Linked DNA regions of Mus musculus: region 2 is linked to region 1. Evidence: chromatin contacts called from public Micro-C data. All regions are on one chromosome and are shown on one strand. Each heading gives the region's core, a stretch centred on a gene start, on an enhancer-like site or on the middle of the called end of the contact. The rest is flanking DNA. Distances are from core to core; before and after follow the strand shown. Region 1 overlaps Pdpn (podoplanin). Region 2 holds the start of Pramel1 (PRAME like 1).

Evidence for each region. A called contact is a pair of places that touch in the nucleus more often than the background predicts.
Region 2: a Micro-C map of embryonic stem cells shows a contact between it and region 1, with 2.5 times the contacts expected there. The contact joins the promoter of Pramel1 here to the enhancer-like site in region 1. A contact is called at or near these places in 1 of 39 promoter capture datasets (hippocampal neurons), 2 of 484 Hi-C or Micro-C datasets (embryonic stem cells and nephron progenitors) and 1 of 9 other capture datasets (adipose tissue).

The regions. Positions count from the first base shown.
Region 1 is chr4:143,285,856-143,288,691 of GRCm38.p6, reverse strand. All of the region lies in intron 1 of Pdpn (podoplanin), which reads left to right. Among named protein-coding and RNA genes, the nearest start is that of Pdpn, 12 kb to the left of the region's middle. Within about 2 kb of position 1,446, at least 103 of the 459 cell types and tissues checked have an H3K27ac peak or open chromatin away from gene starts, as enhancers often do. A contact at or near this core is called in adipose tissue and embryonic stem cells, where this site is marked.
Region 2 is chr4:143,393,079-143,395,914 of GRCm38.p6, reverse strand. It overlaps Pramel1 (PRAME like 1), which reads right to left and starts at 1,474. Exons shown (of 4, transcript NM_031377.2): 1 at 1,372-1,474.

The DNA.
Region 1 (2,836 bases), core at 197-2,696:
GTGCGGTCCACTGATTCACTTCCTGGAACCCTAAAAAGTGTCACTGTCATTCACCTACTCATTCTGTGTCTTCAGGCGGGGCAGTAAACTCAGCAGAACAGCAGTTTGCTCAAAAGAAAGTTCTAGAACCTCATAGGGAGGAAATAGTGAATGGCCCAGTATGGCTAAGCCCATGGAGATACTTCCTCCTGGCTTTTCTGTAGAGAGAGGGGCTTTCCCCTGGGCAATGGGTGAAGGTTGGGGTGGGTAGCAGCAGTGTCGGGAGATGGACCTCAGCAGCCCAGCTTCAAGCTCCATTAGAAACCATCCGTGGTCAACAGTGTACCCAGCCTTTTCCTTAAAGGGTACAGGCTCAGGGCTGGGGAGTGGCTGTGTTGGTAAAGTGCTTGTCTTGCAGGCATGAGAACCTAAGTTCAGTTCCCAGCACCCACACAAAAAGCCAGGCATGGTGGCAAGTGCTTGCAGTCTCCTGGTCTGGGGGGGCGGGGGGGGGGGGGGAGAAGAAGGAGGATTCCCTGGGTGGAACTCACTAGCCAGCTGCCAACTGGGCGTAATCAGCAAATTCTGGGTCCTAGAGAGACTTCTTCTCAGAAGACAAGGCAGAAGACAGTTTCTATCTAGGAAGTGTGCCTGAGGTTGACCTCTGGCTTCCACATACATGTGCACACACCTGCCCACATGTGCTCACGCATGTGTCTGAACATCCAAGGATGGACGGGGGGGGGGGGCGGGGGGGGGGGGCGTGGAGGAGGGAGAGAGGGGGAGAACCTTCAAGGAGTGAGGCAAGAGTGACCCAGAGACATAGTGGCCTTTGTAAGTGCTAGAGCGATGGCTCAGCGGTTAAGAGCACTGATTGCTCTTCTAGAGGTCCTGAGTTCAATTCCCAGCAACCACATGGTGGCTCACAACCATCTGGAATGGGATCAGATGCCCTCTTCTGGTGTGTCTGAAGACAGCTACAGTGTACTCATGCATGAATAAATCAATCTTTAAGTAGAGTGGGCTTTGCACTCTGATGGATCTGGATTCTGACTGAAGCCACCATTGCCACCTGCTCACTGAGCTGACGGCCCCCTAACTCTCCACCTCACCCTCACTATCCTCCTGAAAAGCAGGAATGGTACTTGTTGCAGGAGTTTTGTAAAGACCCCAGGAAAGCACCCGGTAGTAGGTTTTTTTTTTTTTTTCTCCGAGACAGGGTTTCTCTGTGTAGCCCTGGCTGTCCTGGAACTCACTCTGTAGACCAGGCTGGCCTCAAACTCAGAAATCCGCCTGCCTCTGCCTCCCGAGTGCTCTGGATTAAAGGTGTGTGCCACCACGCCCAGTTCCCGGTTGTAGGTTTTATTCATTCTTGTGTAAATTCAGTCAGAAGTAACTACTTTGACCCCCTGGACCCTTCAGAGAGGAGAGGAGAGGAGAGGAGAGGAGGGGAGGGTGTGCTTGGGTGGCCTGGAGTATCCCTCCCCCTTCCTCCTGCCCAGTCACTTACTGACTTCTAGCTGTCAAAATAAAAGTCCTTAGCAGCCACAGACCTGCTGCCTTTTCTGTTTTCTTTCTTCCTTCTCTGCCTCCTCCTCTTCCTCCTCTTCCTTCTCCTATTCCTTCTCAGCAGAATCTTCCTGGAGCCCAGGGATATGTCATGCTCAGGAACTTTCTGCTTCAGTCCTTCAAGTGCTGAGATTACAATACCACCCCTACCTCTCCCATCCCACCCCTGCCCTCTCCCCTCCCCACCCCACCCCCATAGCTACCTTTGTTTTTCTTCTTTTCCTTTCCCCTCCCTGTCTTTCATTCCTCCTTCCTTTGACTCTGGGGAATGATCCCAGGGCTGCTGTATACTAACCCTGGACTCTACCACTGAGCCATACCCCAGCTCTTTCTTCCTTGCCCTGGTCCAGCTACAAACGAAAAAAAAAAAAAAAAAAAAAAAAAAAAACAACTTTCAAAAGCTGCTTCCAGCCCACTGGGGCCAGCCAGCCAGAAGTGTCATGTACAACCCTTCACCCACTGTGAGGTCAAGGGAACAGGCTCCTAACATTTACATGCAGGAGTTCCTCAGAGGAGCTAGGAGCATGGCTCCGCTTACCTCAGTTCCGACACCCCTCTCTTAAATGCACATCCTACCTGCCAGCAGCATCGTGCAGCCTGACAGTCGTGTCCCATCTCATTAAACGAGCTTGGTCTATGGCAAAACCCGTGACAGCGAATGACAGGCAGGGCCACACAGAGTTCACCCTCACTGGTGAATTGTTCTGGGTCCTGTCACTGCTGCCCTACAGTAGGGAAGGGCGTTCACCTGCTCTGCAGTGAAAGCCACTGTACAGTGAGAGGGTGATAAATCCAAGGAGGATTGTGCCTGCCCGTCAGTCACTCAGCAAATGGCTCCAGATGCTGGTCATGTGTTAGGGGGATACCATGCTCTCCCCTGGGGTGGCAGGGCCAAGCCTGCCAAGAGTTGTCTACATTAATAAAGAGCTGTTTAGCCCAGGTGTGTTGGTTGGTACACAAGCCTCTAATCCCAGTGTTTGGAAGTCCATGGCAGGGAGAAATCAAGATTAGCCTGTCCTGTATACACAGTGAGAGCTTCTCTCAAAAAAGCAGAGAGGGCTGGAGGTGGAGAGGTAGCTCGATTGGTAGAGCGTGCTTGGTGTGCAAGGATAAGGACCAGAGTTCAAGCCTCAGAATTTATGTAAAAGATAAAAACTGTCAGGCATGGTGATTCGAGTTTAGGGTTCAGAGTGGGGAGGAAGAAACTGGCAGATCTCCAGGGCTTCCTGGCCAGCCAGCTTAGCAGAATTGGCAAGTTTTCATCAAAGACTAAGGTAGATAGCATCCT
Region 2 (2,836 bases), core at 225-2,724, 110 kb before region 1:
CATTTTTACTAATGAGCCACTATCACTAAACTTCAAACATTTTATCACTTGTTATGTTGTTTGTTTTGGTTTTTTCTTTCTTTGTTTGTTTGTAGACATGGTTTCCCAACCTGACCTGAAACTCACTCTGTAGTCCACTAGGCTGGCCTTGAACTCAGAGATCCTCCTGTCTCTGCTTCCCAAGTGCTGGGGTTAAAGGTATTCACCATCACACCTGACTAAAAACTTTAAATGCCAAGGGTTGAATTTCTGTAGGAGAAAAGTTTCTTCTAAGTCTAGAGCGGTGACTCACATTATCATCAGAACACTCAAAACTAAGGTAGAGGGATCTACATAAGTTCCAGGCTGCCCAGTGTGTTGGCACAGGACAGCCATGGTGGATATACACAGAAACCCTGCCTCAAAAAAACCCCAAACCAACCTCCACCCACCTCCCCAAAGGGCATTTGGCACTATGCCCACTTTTAAAAAGTCTGTCTACAACTCATTAAAACCCTATGCCATCTAACCTGGTCTGCCTAGTAAATTGAGAGAATATGAATAAATATCTACCCATCTCAGACAGTACTCCAACAAGAAATCAAAGTCATGAGTGACTCTACCCAAGTTTGGCTTACTATAGACCAGGCTGGCCCTTTGCCTCTTGAGTGCTGGAGCCACCACCACCCACCCAGCTTTGCACAGCAATTCTCAAACCTTCCTAATGCTGGGACCCCACACACACACACACCCACACCCTTAAAAGCATTTCACTACTACTTCGTAAATGTAATGAATCTAACGCAGGATGTGACCCACCCATCTAGGCCAGATGCCCAGATGACTGCCTAAGGGCCCAGCCTACCCCCATCCTCTCGGAAGGCCCGATCTAGTGAGGAACTTCGAATTAAAACGGTTGTTAGCCTTGGGGGGGGGTGGGGGTGGCAAAGTTCAAAAGAAGCAATCTCTGACTGGGGGGGGAAGCAACCTGGCTGATGGAATGCATTGATAAACAAGGTGTGCGAGCACACACTCCTAATCCTAGCCACACTCAAGTTATTCTTCAGTCAGTCACACAGGCTCGATAACTCGGCACTTAATCCTAGCATGCCGGAAGTGTTTGAAGCCCGAAACGACGCACTGATTTCCTGGCGGGCCCTGGGGCCCTCACAGACGAAGGCCTACTTCAAAAAAAAGCAGAGTGAGAAAGAACGGCCTTATCCTGTCAGCGCACCCGTTAGTCAAGTCTCCCCGACGTGTCTGGAAGAGCACGGGGTGATGGCACGGAGTGGGGCGTTTATTTTGTTGTTTTTTTTTTTTTTTTTACCAAGGGTTGAAGCGATCCTCCGGCCTCGCCCGCTGCTGCTGCTACTGAGGGACAAAATGGCTTACCAGAGATGGACAGAAGCAAGATGTCTCCGAGCCGCCCCGGAGCCCTCCGGTCCCTCTGTCTCCCCCGCTGGCCTCAAACTCACAGAGACCTGACAGGAAGCGCTCGCTCTCGTGGCCGCCGAAGCTTTAACACAACGTTCTGCTCCCACGCCGCTGAAATAAGCTCGGGCCCCGCCCCCCATACAAGCCGCCACTTGATTGGACGTCTCAGGCTCCGCCCACTTTCACGGGATTTCGCCCCCCCACTCCTCCAACGCTTTTTTGAATCTAGAGCCGGATGTGGAGGGAGACTTACAGCGTTGGCCAGGAGGCTGAGGCAGGTGCATCTCTGTGACTTTAGGCCCGGCCTTTCTTCGCTAACTAAATATCGATTTCCCAGGCTCTGGCTAAGACTACTGGATGAGTCCATGTTTGAAAATAAGGCGGGGGCGGTAGGGGGGATTGCTGCGTTGGTGCTGGTATCCATCTTTAATTCCAGCACTCAGGAGGCAGAGGCAGGAGGATCCCTAACTTTCGGCCCAGTATTGTGTCTAACTAAATATCGACTTCCAGGCTCCAACCAAGGCTACTGGATAAGACCCTGCCTTAAAAAATAATAATAAAATTAAGCCGCAGTGGTGGCACCCGCCTTTAATCCCAGCACTTGGGAGGCAGAGGCAGGTGGATTTCTGAATTCGAGGCCAGCCTAGTCTACAGAGTGAGTTCCAGGACAGCCAGGGCTATACGGAGAAACCCTGTCTCCAAAAAAAAAAAAAAAAAAAAAAAAAAAACCGAAAAGAAAAAAGAAATTAAAGTGTGGCTATGGTATTGCCCACCTTTAATTCTTCACTCAAAAGGCAGAGGCAGGAGGATTTCTGACTTTAGGCCCAGCATTTTCTTAATTAAATATTAAATTCCAGGCCCTGAGGCCCTGGCCAAGACTACTGGATGAAACACACACACACACACACACACACACACACACACACACAAAGGGCGGGACTGTAGTAGTGCGTACCTTTAATTCCAACACTCAGGAGGCAGAGGCAGAAGAATCTCTGTGACTTTAGGCCCGGGATAACTAAATATTGACTTCCAGGCTCCAACCTAGACTACTTGATGTACTTGATGAGACCCTGCCTATAAAAGAGAGGGAGGGAGGGAGGAAGAGAGGGGGAGGAGGGGAGGAGGAGGAAGAAGAGGAAGAAGAGAAAAAAAGAGAAGATGGGGCTGTGGTTATGCACTCTGGAGGCAGAGGCAGGAGGTTAGGATGAGTTTGGGGCAATCCAGGTCTCTACACAGCAAGGCCTAGAACAATATAAAGGCACTCTGATACACACACACACACACACACACACACACACACACACACACAAAGTGAGTCTGATCTGTGTTCTCCCCACAAGGGAAGAATTAAGATGGGGTTAAAGTCAAGGCTCAATCATGGATTCACCCCACAAACAGATTTTTCAATATGTTGACTGCA